3 separate regions of the Sus scrofa genome follow, and regions 1 and 2 are each linked to region 3. A link is a contact called in public HiChIP or PLAC-seq data. All regions are on one chromosome and are shown on one strand. Each heading gives the region's core, a stretch centred on a gene start, on an enhancer-like site or on the middle of the called end of the contact. The rest is flanking DNA. Distances are from core to core; before and after follow the strand shown. Region 1 holds the start of POLR2F (DNA-directed RNA polymerases I, II, and III subunit RPABC2). Region 2 holds the start of EIF3L (eukaryotic translation initiation factor 3 subunit L). Region 3 holds the start of PDXP (pyridoxal phosphate phosphatase).

The links. HiChIP or PLAC-seq counts read pairs in DNA pulled down with a chosen protein or histone mark.
Region 1: an H3K27ac HiChIP or PLAC-seq map of alveolar macrophages shows a contact between it and region 3. The contact joins the promoter of POLR2F here to the promoter of PDXP in region 3. A contact is called at or near these places in 1 of 5 promoter capture datasets (fetal liver) and 1 of 2 datasets of contacts at active chromatin or transcription factors (alveolar macrophages).
Region 2: a contact with region 3 is called in an H3K27ac HiChIP or PLAC-seq map of alveolar macrophages. The contact joins the promoter of EIF3L here to the promoter of PDXP in region 3. A contact is called at or near these places in 1 of 5 promoter capture datasets (fetal skeletal muscle) and 2 of 2 datasets of contacts at active chromatin or transcription factors (alveolar macrophages and skeletal muscle).

Annotation. Positions count from the first base shown.
Region 1 is chr5:9,914,872-9,919,171 of Sscrofa11.1, reverse strand. POLR2F (DNA-directed RNA polymerases I, II, and III subunit RPABC2) reads left to right here and starts at 1,451. Exons shown (of 5, transcript XM_003481541.3): 1 at 1,451-1,582; 2 at 3,267-3,336. The coding sequence starts at 1,563. C5H22orf23 (UPF0193 protein EVG1) reads right to left here and starts at 1,386. Exons shown (of 7, transcript XM_003481544.4): 1 at 1,128-1,386; 2 at 826-937. The coding sequence starts at 928.
Region 2 is chr5:9,994,268-9,998,376 of Sscrofa11.1, reverse strand. EIF3L (eukaryotic translation initiation factor 3 subunit L) reads left to right here and starts at 2,312. Exons shown (of 13, transcript NM_001244086.1): 1 at 2,312-2,416; 2 at 2,956-3,004. The coding sequence starts at 2,384.
Region 3 is chr5:10,167,723-10,171,929 of Sscrofa11.1, reverse strand. It overlaps PDXP (pyridoxal phosphate phosphatase), which reads left to right and starts at 2,204. Exons shown (of 2, transcript XM_021091503.1): 1 at 2,204-3,044. The coding sequence starts at 2,471.

The DNA of each region.
Region 1 (4,300 bases), core at 202-2,701, 250 kb after region 3:
GCCAGGGATGGAATCTGCGTCCTTATGGATGCTAGTCAGATTTGTTTCCACGAGCCACGAAGGGAACTCCACAAGATTTTTTTTTCTTTTTCTTTTTTTTTTTTTTTTTTTACTGCTGTATCATCAGCAACTGGAACAATGTCTAAAAGCTCACAGTGGGCTTAAAATCTTTTTTTGTTGTTGTTGAGTGAATGAACAAGCAGTCATTAAGCATGTGCCAGGGGCTGGAGTTACAATTGCGAGCCAAAACAGGCACCGTGTCCTGATGGGAGTTCATGAACTAGAAGGGCAGATGGATGTTAATTCAACATGAATTCATAGGGACACACAAGGTATCTGACTACAGGTTACGCTAAGCCCAGTGAAGGAAAAGGCACTGGGAGTGTGTGGGCACCTAACGGTTGGTTGCACTGTGTTGGTGGTGGGTGGGGAGGAAATAAGGCTTCTCTGGAGAAATTGAAAGTGTGATATAGTATGTGTCACTGGGTCACCATGCTGTACAGTAGGAAAAAAAAAATTGTATTGGGGAAATAACAATTACAAAAAAAAAGAATAACCAAAAAAAAAAAAGTGTGATATAAGGGATGCATAGCAGTTAACTACTCTAAAATTCGTGAGTTCTTTGACTTTTGGCCACTTTCGAGTTGCAGGACCCCCAAACTTTCCTGAACCCCAGGCTTCTTATCTGAAAAATGAAAACAGCAATTGCAAGCCATAAGTCATGCAGGTGAGAACTGAGTTACAGAGGTTAACAGTGACTACCGCTCTCCTTTTGTCCTTTCATGCACTGACACCACCGCCCCGCCCCGCCCGACCACCACTGACCTCTGAGCAGCTCGCAGGTTCTTGGGGTGTAAGCGGCCGGCTTGGGGCAGCGCCAGAAGCCAGTTCCTTTGGTCACAGTCTCCACCCTCTCCTGGGAAGCCATGGGAGGGCTCTGAGGAGGGAAAAACGCGACGACACACCCCCTGTCTCCCATATACAACCTCTGCTTCCGCATCCCCAACACCACCCAAAGTTTGGGTCTGGCGGGGGCGGGGCCCGCAAGAGAATCGTGACGCCGCCCATCAATATCGCGACAGTGCCCAATCCTCCCACCCGGAACAGATCCACTGGCAGATACACACATGCGAACAGAGACCTCATCCAGACCCGGCGCCTGTGGCAGGGAAGCCACCTCTGGAGGAAAGGGGCGTTAGGGTAACCTTGCCCGTTGTGTGATAGACCCAAACGGAAACCTCACTCTTAGGTAAGACTCCGGCTGGGTGCCCACTGAGAGTGGCCGCTAGGCTCTGAAGGAGCACCCGCGCCGGAGCCCTGCAGGAATGCTTTTGAGATCTCCGCTGCTCAAGCTCTGGTTATACACTCTGGCTACCATGGTAACAAGCTCTAGCTTCTCGGCGCGTGCGCACTATCGCCCTGCCGATCCTCCCGGAAGCAATTGCCTCTAGGTCACAGCGCAGGCGCAGAGTGCGCGTGGCGCAGCTCGTGGCGGAGGCGCGCAGTTTGCGGGTCTCCGCGCGACTCTTAGCGCAGAACCAGGGAGCTGCGGCGCGGGCGTCATGTCTGACAACGAGGACAAGTGAGTGCGGGAGCAAAGTGAGCTTTGCCGAGCCTGGTCAAAGGAGGTTAAGGAGCCGTTAACCGAGGGGCAATGCGTGAGGGGACTGGGGGTATTGAGGGGCCCGCGGAGCTGAAGAAGGGAAAGGCGGGGGGACCAGGAGCTTAGACCTGGTCACAGGCTGGGCCAAGAAAAGCCCCAGTTTGAGGATCCGGAGAGAATCAGTGAACGTGGTATCTTTCCACAAACTTTCACGGAGTCGGGCTCTGTCTCTTGATTTGGAATTACTGAGGTGAATTAGGCATAGCTCCTGCTCTTCAGGTAGGGGGCCCTTTCTAGAAAAGGGGACAGGCCCACAGACGGATACTGCAGGGGTCGTGTGAATTGCACGAAGTATGTAAAAGAAACCCAGCGGAGGGTCTGGGGAGACTTGAGGTGGTAAAAGTCTGGGAGGCTTGCGGTAATCCAGGAAAAAAAAAGGAGTGACTTGTACTAGGTAATCGTAGTAGAGGTAGTGAGAAGTGGTTTTGATTTCTGGGTTTATTTTGAAGCTAGAACCGGAAAGATTCCCTGAATGTGTGGAGGAGAGACAAAAATAGAGGCGTCTTTAGCATAAGAGTATTAGTCAAAGCTAAGAGAGGGGGCGATCATGGGGAGGCGGCAGGGGGGTGGGTGGTCAGTAGAGAAGAGGAGATGAATGAGCGTCAGAGCATCCTAACTGTGGAGTGCCTGGAGGGAAGAGAAGCTGAGAAAGAGCCACTGTGAGGCGGGGGAACACCAAGACCGCGAGGTGTCCTTTTCTTTCTTTCTTTCTTGGTCGCCCTTGTGGCATCTGGAGTTCCTGGGCCTGGGATCAGGTCCGAGCCACAGTTGTGACCTATGGCACAGCTGCAGCAGTGCTGGATCCTTAACCCACTGTGCCGGGCCAGGGCTCGAACCTGTGTCCCAGTGCTCCAGAGATGCTGCCAGTCCTGTTGCGCCGCAGCGGGAACTCCAGTGGAGAGTGTTTTGAGTGAGAGGGAGTGATTCGGTGTGCCACCTGACAGATCAGGCTAAATGAGAACAAGAATAGACCAGTGGATTTAGCAACGTGCAAATCATTGATGAACTTGAAAGGAGTGGTTTTGGTGGAGCCAAGGAGCTGAAAGTCTTTGGGAGTGAGATGATGACAGAATGTGAGGAGAAGAATTGGAAATGGCGAAGATGGACGACTCTTTCATGAATTTTTCTCCCACAGGGGGGCATGGAAATAGGGCTCTGGAGGGAATAGAAAAGGAAGCTTTGGCGTTCCTGTCATGGCTCAGTGGTTAACGAATCTGACTAGGAACCATGAGGTTGCAGGTTTGATCCCTGGCCTTGCTCAGTGGGTTAAGGATCCGGCGTTGCCATGAGCTGTGGTGTAGGTCACAGATGCGGCTTGGCTCTGGCATTGCTGTGGCTCTGGTGTAGGCTGGTGGCTACAGCTCTGATTAAACTCCTAGCCTGGGAACTTCCACGTGCCGCGGGTGTGGCCCTAGAAAAGACAAAACCAAAAGAAAAGAAAAGGAAGCTTTGTTTTAGTAAGTTGAGGACATCAAATGACTTAATAAATTATTATTATAAAATGATTTACTCAGTAAGTGCATATTTATTGAGCACCTCCTGCTTATCAGATCTATGCCCTCTTTGATTCTTGTAAGTGATGCTCTGCTTTCTTCTTGTACAGTTTTGATGGCGATGACTTTGACGATGTGGAGGAGGACGAAGGGCTAGATGACTTGGAAAATGCCGAGGAGGTAAGTGTTTAGCCTTGGGCTCTCCTCTCGGCAGCCCAAGTTGCCAGATAGCCCGGCCAGTGATGACTGAATGCATCTGCTTCTTGTCTGTAGTGAGGCCAGTTAGAGTGAGGAGAGGTCTAGTCCTGGGTGGTGGAGGTGGCCCGCAGGGTGGGCCTGAAGGATTTTGTCCACTTGGACCACAGCCTGTAGCTTCTGGGGTGGTTAGTTTACTGACAGGTGAAATATCCCCTTCATTCATTGAGCAAACATGTGTTGAATGTTTATTGTGTACCAGGAGCGCTGCAGGGTGGGGCTACATAAAGAGCAAGGGGGAGAGTGACCTGGAATAAAGCTGGAGAGGTAAGGGCCAAGGTCAGGCAGGATGTTGTAGCCTGCAGGTGGTGGGAAGCCACGGACAAGTTTTGAGCTGGGGAGTGGCATGGTCCAGTTTACACTTTAAAGGAACACTTTGGGGAGTTCCCGTGGTGGCTCAGTGGTTGCAGGTTCGATCCCTGGCCTTGCTCAGTGGGTTAAGGAGCTGGCGTTGCTGTGAGCTGTGATAGTAGGTTGCAGATGCAGCTCGGATCCTGCCTTGCTGTGGCTCTGGCGTAGGCCGGCTGCTACAGCTCTGATTAGACCCCTAGCCTGGGAACCTCCATGTGTCGCAGGAACGGCCCTAGAAAAGGCAAAAAGGCAAAAAAAAAAAAAAAAAAAAGGAATACTTTGGGGAGGAGCAACAGTAGGAGAGGCCAATTCAGGAGCTCTCACGGACCTCCAGGTGAGACCTGTAGCTGGCACTTGGGTGCTGATACTGCTGGAGATGAGAAAACGGATGCAAGAGATATTTTGGTAGATTGGATGTGGGCTGAGAAAGTGGGAGATGCCGAGGAAGACGAGTTTCTGGTGAATGAGTTACTAGCTTCATGGCTAAAGTGGGGCTTTGTGTCCTGTGTGACCGATGGATGGGGATGCTTGTGTGTTA
Region 2 (4,109 bases), core at 1,063-3,562, 170 kb after region 3:
TGACTACCTCTTAATATAACAACAATTTTGTATCATCTTCCTCAATGAGAATGGAAAGAAAATTTAGTCTTTCCTTTAGCATAGATCAAGTGATTTATTTATTTATGTCTTTTTAGGGCCACATCCACAGCCCTTAGCCTGGGAAGTTCCCAGGCTAAGGGTCAAATTGGAGCTACAGCCGCCGGCCTATGCCATAGCCGCAGCAACGCTGGATCTGAGCCACATCTGCAACCTACACCACAGCTCACAGCAACATCAGATCCTTAACCCACTGAGTAAGGCCAGGGATCAAACCCGAGACCTCAGGGTTGGTTAACCGCTGAGCCACGACGGGAACTCCAAATTTTTTATTGCTCAATGAATTTTATTACATTTATAGTTGTACAATGACCATTACAACCCAATTTTATAGCATTTCCATCCCAAATCCTCAGCATATCCCCCCACCCCCCAACCTGTCTCATTTGGAAAACGTAAGTTTTCAAAGTCTGTGAGTCGGTATCTGTTCTGCAAAGAAGTTCATTGTGTCCTTTTTTTATTTTTTATTTTTTGTCCTTTTTAGGGCTGTGCCACAGCATATGGAGATTCCCAGGCTAGGGGTCTAATCCGAGCTGTAGATGCTGGCCTACACAGCTGTGTCAGGATGGGATCTCCCATTGTGTCCTTTTTTCAGATTCTACGTGTAAGTGATAGCATACGGTGTTGGTGTCTCACTGTCTAACTTCCCTTAGCATGACAATTTCTAGGTCCATCTATGTTACTTCAAATGCCATTATTTCTTTACTTTTAACAGCTGAGTAATATTCCATTGTGTATATGTACCACGTCTTCTTTATCCACTCCTCTGTCCATGGATATTTAGGCTGCTTCCATGTCTTGGCTATGGTATATAGTGCTGCAGTGAACATTGGAGTTCATGTATCTTTTCAAGTCATGGTTTTCTCTGGATAGATGCCCAGGAGTGGATTGCTGGATCAAATGGTAATTCTATATTTAGCTTTCTGAGGAATCTTCATACTGTTTTCCACAGTGGTTGCACCAATTTATATTCCCACAAAATTTTATTATTGATAATTTGGAAAAATTCCTCCTGACTTCACAATTCTTTTTTTAGTAATGCCATGAACATTTTGAGAGTTGTCAAAGTTGAGGGCAACCAGTATCAAACTTTTTTCCTATATTAACTGTAAGTTTTCAGTTAATTTCAACCTTTCTAGTGCCCTGATTAACCTTAAATACATATTTCATTGAAGACACCCATTGATCCACAGCCCGTGGTAGCTGTATCTTATACACTGAAGGCAGTAACTATTCCCAGAAGAGTATCACATAAGCATATCTTACTAAACTCAAATGTTCCCAGTAGGAATGTCTCTGAAATCCCAAACGCCACTAGACACAGGGGTTAAGTGTGACAGGAGAAATTGAAATAGAAAACGGTTCTAAGGAATTGCAGTAGAAATATTACTTTTGCAAATTTCACAAAAACCCTGTAACTATATTAGCACTCTCCTTGAGCCAACGAAGAGTCCCGGGGACTCCATGAGCCTTTTAGCTTAGTCCTACGATGGTATCACCGCTCGGTTTACAGACAAAGGAGTAAACTCAAAGCAAAAATGCGACATGAGAAGCTGGGGCCAGGCATTGCCATTCTAAATGGCTAACCTAAGGCTCTGGACCCACATATTGGCTTGTATCGCTTTGTTTTACAACCCGGTCCCTAACTCTAGGTCATCCCCAGGAGTCCAACTCCACCCACAGCGTGAGAGTTCATGCTGTAAGCGTGGGTAGGTCCCACGACAACGGCCTCACACCGCAGCTGGCTTCACCTTTGCCTGTTGCAACCTTAATGTCCAAAGTTGGGAAGCGCCTTTTCTCAACGCCCTCTCAACGCCCAAGTCTCAACTTTTACATCCAGTAACTTTATATTGTTGAGGTCGAAACGTTTGAAGACATTTTTCGCTACAGGCAACTCGCTTAACACCTAAATCCACATTCAGCCCCCCCCCACCCCATGTCGGAATTTCCCTTCACGCGAGAGGTCCGCCCGCGGGAGCTGTCAGCCATCTTTTGTGTGGCATCATTTTGTAGCTTCTCTTACTTTGCCCAACCTTTATTACGCTGAAATATTTCATGTCCTTATTTCTGAATGTTTTCAAGTACTATTGAGTCATCTTCTTTGTAGAGTCTCTATTTGAAGATAGAGGAATAATGTGTTTAATCTCATTCGCCCTTCCCAGCATGGCTGCCTCAGGTTGCCGAAGGCCCCGGAAGAGCTTCTGGTTTCCCAGCCAACTCGAGATGGGCTGGACTTCCGGCGTCCAGACGCAGGCGAGGTGCGCTTTTTCCGCTCTTTCCTCCTGGGCCTCGGAGCGCCGCAGCCATGTCTTATCCCGCTGATGATTATGAGTCGGAGGTAAGCTGCCCCTAGGCGTGTTCTGGGCGCCGCAACATGGACAGGGCTCTTTGGGTGTTGGGCCCCGCGGGGGGACAGTGTCTGGGTCTCTAGGAGCCCCCGTGGGCCGCGACCAGCCCCAGCCGGCCTCTCTGCCAGCACTGCTCTCACTGCTGCCACCCTACCCTCCCGGCTCCTCATCAGCCTGGTCTCAGCCCGCCCACCTCGCGTGTCTCGTTTTCTTTTCCTTTTCTTTCCGAAGCCCAAGAACGGAGGCTGGTCATAGGGTTCTGTGTTTCTGTAATTGAACTCTGATTTCTTAGGCCCTGGCCTTAGTCCTGCCAAACCTCGTCGATTCCCACAGCTTCTGTGCTTTGCTGTATCTCATTGCAGCTGCAACGCGGTATTGTCGTTGTCTGTTTATTCTCCCTTTTCTCATAGGGATGTGAGTTCCTCCAAGGCAGGGACTGCGTCTTACCCCCTTTGTATCCTTAGAACCCAGGAGGAGCATTTTGGATTCACGAATTGGTGACGGTCTTGTTTGTCTCTTTCGTTAACAGACTGCTTATGATCCCTATGCTTACCCGGGCGACTATGATATGCACACAGGTGAGTCTACAGTTTGTCTGGCTAGCTGGGTACTTCTAGGGATTGGCACCCTTTTGAATGTCTCAGAACAGCTTTGCCGGGCACCTGTTTAAGACTACGTCTTGATAGTCCAGGTTTGGAGTCAAGTTACTAACTCTCAAAGGGAGGGTGGTATATAGCCTATTAAACCAGGCCTTTTTCATGGTCCATCTCAAAGTCTCAGAAGGGAAGGATTACTGTCTCAGCTGTTTAAACTATTAGCTGAAGAAAAAAGCCTTTTGGGGGGGGGGCTGCCCCTGTGGCACGTGGGGATTACTGGGCCAGAAACTGAACCCTCACCACAGCATCGACCTGAGCTACTGCAGTGACAACATCAGATCCTTAATCCACTGCACCGCAGGGAAATTCCAGAAGAAGACATCTTGTGAAAAGTTAAAAGTGATTCAAACCAAGTCCAGATGAAACCTTTTTGGAAGGTTTTTGAGGTTTCCTGGGTTGTTACGATGACTTGGTTTGACTTAGCCCTTTGTACGTGCCGTGTGTTGTCCTGGATACTTTGTGTGAAGTATTTCATTTAGTCCTTACAGCAGTTCTATAAATACATAAATTAATGTTTCCATTTTCTAGGTGAAAAAACAGCACAGAGAAATTTAGTTACTTGCATCAAGTCATATATGTAGAAAACAGCAGTCATTCGCTCAAAAAAATCAAGTGCCTACTACTAAATTCCTTCTTTTCACAGTTTTCCCCCTACCTCCCACACGCACGGAGAACTCTTTCTCGTCTAGAGGCACCTGTCTCATACACCTGGGTACAAGACAGACAAGGTTCTTGCTCCTATAGGGTTGAGGTTCTAGTGGGGGAAACAATAAGTAAATAAGTAACTTTAGGTAGCAGGAAAGGTTCTGAAGAAACAGGCCAGGGAGTTCCCGTTGTGGCGCAGTGGTTAGCGAATCCGACTAGGAACCATGAGGTTGCGGGTTTGATCCCTGCCCTTGCTCAGTGGGTTAACGATCCGGCTTTGCCATGAGCTGTGGTGTAGGTCGCAGACGCAGCTCGGATCCCGCATTGCTGTGGCTCTGGGTAGACTGGCGGCTATAGCTCCAATTCGACCCCTAGCCTGGGA
Region 3 (4,207 bases), core at 955-3,454:
CAGACACGGCTCAGATCGCACATTGCTGTGGCTGTGGCCGCCAGCCACAGCTCCGATTAGACCCCTAGCCTGGGAACCTCCATATGCCGCAGGAAGCTACCCTAGAAAAGGCAAAAAGACAAAAAAAAAAAAAAAAAAAGGACCTGCCAAGATCACATTGCAAGTGAGGCAGGACTTGGCCCAGGTTTGCCGGATTCCGGAGCCTGGACCTGTCCCTCACACCCTGAGCAATTTATTTAATTTCTTTTCCACGTCTGTGAAACTGTTGGGGTTTTTGGTCTATTTGGGGGTTTTTTGTTTTAGTTTGGTTTGGTTTGAGGTGTTTGTTTTTTTGTTTTGTTTGTTTGGCCCATGCCTTCGGCATGCAGAAGGGATGGAACCCCAATAAGAAGGCCAGGGATTGAACCCCAATAAGAATGCCAAATCCTTAACGGCTAGGCCACCAGGGAACTCCTGTGAAACTGTTTAACAGCTTCCACCATGGAAGTGGTGTTCTCCCATCCAAGTACTAACCAGGCCTGACCCTACTTAGCTTCTGAGATCAGAGGAGATCCTGTGCGTTCAGGGTGGTATGGCCGTAGTGGAAGTGCTGTTTTGAGGATTAAATGAGACACTCTTGCAGAGACCAAAGCACGGCCCTTACACACGGAAGTGCCCTCTAAGTGACAGCTTCTGCTGATGGTCTTTACCCCAACCTGAGGGGTTCCCTGTTCCCAGAGAAGGCAAGGAAAGCTCTCGGTGGATCAGGGATGGATCTGTCCTCAAACATTCCCTAAAGCTGCTCTGTGCTCCACTCTGAATTAGGTCCCAGCTCAGCCCTACATGCTGCGAACTTCTGGAAATGCACGGGAGAACTAACAATATAATTAGAGTCAAGGGTTGTGGCACTGGGAGCCCATGTTAGCCCACTTAGGGGCAAGCCATTTAACCCAGACTGGCATGGGTTAAATGGTATGTATGTATATGCAAGTGTGTGTGTGTGTGTGTGTGTGTGTGTGTGTGTAAGGTGGATGTCAAGAAGGCTTCCTGGGAGTTCCCACTGTGGTGCAATAGGATAAAGGCGTCTTGGGAGCAATAGGACACAGGTTCAATCCCTGGGCCGGCACTGCGGGTTAAGGATCTGGCATTGCTGCAGTGGTGGCTTAAGTTGCAACTATGGCTCAAATCTGATCCCCGGGCCCAGGAATTCCATATGCCACCAGGTAGCCAAAAACGGGGGGGAAAGAAAAAGGAAAAAAGAGGGCTTCCAGGAGAAGGTGATATTGAGGGGGGGGAGTCTTTCAGGAGCTGGCCAGGTAAAAAAAGAAAAGAAGGAAGAATATTCTGAGCTGAGGAGACCAGCTATGCAAAGGCCAGGAGCAAAAGTCCAGGGCGCTGGGGAGCAAGAACTGTCAGCCTCAGAGCCTGAGTGACAGGATGTGGCTTTTCCCAGGTCTTTGAAGCTTCATTTGCTCCTGAGGGTCAGACAGGTCTTCAGAGCCCTCTCAGAGGTTGGCAGACAATCTCAGAATTGTGTGACACATCCCTCCCCTAGTAAGGACCTAGGCAGCCAGGTCCTATCTCCGCCCTGGGCAACTGGCCACTGCTGCTCTGTCTCCCCTCTCCAGGGTCCACCGGTGACCGGCTGCCTCTAGCCCAGTGCCTCTCTGGCCTCACGACAGAATCCCTGAGTAATTTTTTCGTTAATTTTTTTTTTTTTAAAGCTGGGCCTCATCCAAAGCAATTAAGCTAACAATTCTGAGGTCCTGCCACACATTGGTATTTTTTAAAACGTTTGTCAAAAGTCATCGAACTGCACAGTTAAGACCTACGCATCTTGCTGGGCGGAAATTATATCTCAAAAAAAAAAAAAAAAATTCCATTCTCCAGGGGACTCTTCGGCCAGGGTGGAAAGCCACTGGTCTAGGCCAAGGGCTCCAGCGTCCGAGAGGACACCATGTGCCACTCTCCCCAGCACACCTACCCGCTTCTCAGGACTTCGCTCGGAACTAGAGCGTCCACGGGTCAGAGGGCAATGAGATTTGACCCAAAGATAACATCTTTAGCATCTATTTTCCTCCTAGCAACCAGCTGTCTTAAGCTTCTGATTGGCTGGGCAAACGCGGCGGGCTAGTTTCTAGTCCTAACTTCTTATTGGGCAAAAGGAGTGTCAGTCTCTGAGCTTCCCACCCTCCTGTTGGGCAGAAGCTCCACGGCTGCTCGCCCAACGGAGCAAGGGGAGGGACGAAAGAGCAGGCTAGGCCTTTATTAGTCCTCTTGCCTCGGTGGCGGCCGTAATTCCGCTCTTTTCTTCGGCTGGGTTAGCTCGCAGTCCCTCTGCTCCCGAGACTCGCCCTCGGTGACCCCGCCCCCTGGCTCTTCCAGCGCGCCGATTGGCAGGTGGCGGGGACTGGTTGGCTGCGAGGCGAGCGCGCCGTGCCCGTGGAAAGAGAGCGGCGCGGCGCGGGCGTGCGGGCAGCCACCCGGCTGCATGGCGCGCTGCGAGCGGCTTCGCGGCGCGGCCCTGCGCGACGTGCTGGGCCGGGCGCAGGGGGTCCTGTTCGACTGCGACGGGGTGCTGTGGAACGGCGAGCGCGCTGTGCCGGGCGCCCCGGAGCTGCTGGAGCGCCTGGCGCGGGCTGGCAAGGAGGCGTTCTTCGTGAGCAATAACAGCCGGCGCGCGCGGCCCGAGCTGGCCCTCCGCTTCGCGCGCCTCGGCTTCAGGGGGCTGCGCGCCGAGCAGCTCTTCAGCTCCGCACTGTGCGCCGCGCGCTTGCTGCGCCAGCGCCTGCTCGGGCCTCCGGACACGCAGGGCGCGGTATTCGTGCTGGGCGGCGAGGGGCTGCGGGCCGAGCTGCGCGCCGCGGGGCTGCGCCTGGCGGGGGACCCCGGCGAGGACCCGGGCGCGGCCCCGCGCGTGCGCGCCGTGCTGGTGGGCTACGACGAGCACTTCTCCTTCGCCAAGCTGAGCGAGGCCTGCGCGCACCTGCGCGACCCCGACTGCCTGCTGGTGGCCACCGACCGCGACCCGTGGCACCCGCTCAGCGATGGCAGCCGGACCCCAGGTGAGCGCGGGTCTGGCAGGGAAACTGAGCTGGGGCGCGGCCTGCGGTTTCACCTCTAGGCCTAGGGGTGAGCGGAGGGGAAGGGCGGCCCCAGGTGACAGGTGGCGAGCGGGAGGGATGTGAGGATGTCCCCCAGGATGCTTTCATGTCCACATCTGGTGATTCTTGCAGCCTGTGAAGGGCAGCCCTGGGGTCTCCCTTTGACAAATGAGGAAACCGAGGCCCACTGTGGATCAGGGAGCTGCAGACAGAATCCAGGGCTCCGACTCCCTGGATTAGGAACCCAAGCCTTCTTGAACCATCTTCAGGGGCTCATTTTGCCCCACTCGTCGTCGGGGTGAGGTCGGAGAGTTGGGGATAAGGTGTGGAAGAACTGGACTGTTGGAACACGTTTCCAGGGGCAGGTTGAAGGCAGGTGGGTGGGGAGCCCGAGGTGGATGGAGTTTGACCTGAGTTCCACTTCCAGCTCCAAGGCTCTGTAATCTTTTTGAGTTATGTAACCTTGGAGCATCTCTACACTGGGTGTAAAGTGGGAATACTAAACATGGCAGTTTCATGGAGAGAGTGATCAGGGGAATGTCTGTTACATAGTAGGTGCTCAGATGATGCCAATTTTATCAGGAGCCTTCTCATGTTACAGAGTTGTGTGAAGCGCCTTGGTATCTGTTATTTAGTTTCAAAATTACTCTGGAGATGGAAGTTATTGTCCCATTTTTTAGTTAAACAAACTGAGGCTAAGAGGAGGGAAGTGAGCTGCCCAAGAGCAAGAGGACCTGAACTTGGCTCTTGAGACCACCTTACCCGAACCCCGAAATCCCACCCCCTCCATCCAAGGCTGTCATCTGGGAATTCAGAACTGCAGAGGAGGCAGGAACAGTCGAGACTCCTACATCTTGGAGCGTTCAAGTTAGACAAGAGCAGATGGTAAGAAGAGGCTAAGTGACAATAGTGAGTGTGCAGGCGGTAGGCTGAGGGTGGAGATGGCTCTCCATCACACCCTCCCTGCTGGCCACTGACTCAATTGATATCCGATCCTGGGAGGGCAGAGTGGAATTGACGGAGGAATAGATGCAGTATTATGATGCGAAGGCAGGGAGAGTCTAGAGCCGAGGAGATCTGGGAGGGCTTCCTGGAGGAGGCATCTTGCGGGACAGGACACTAGG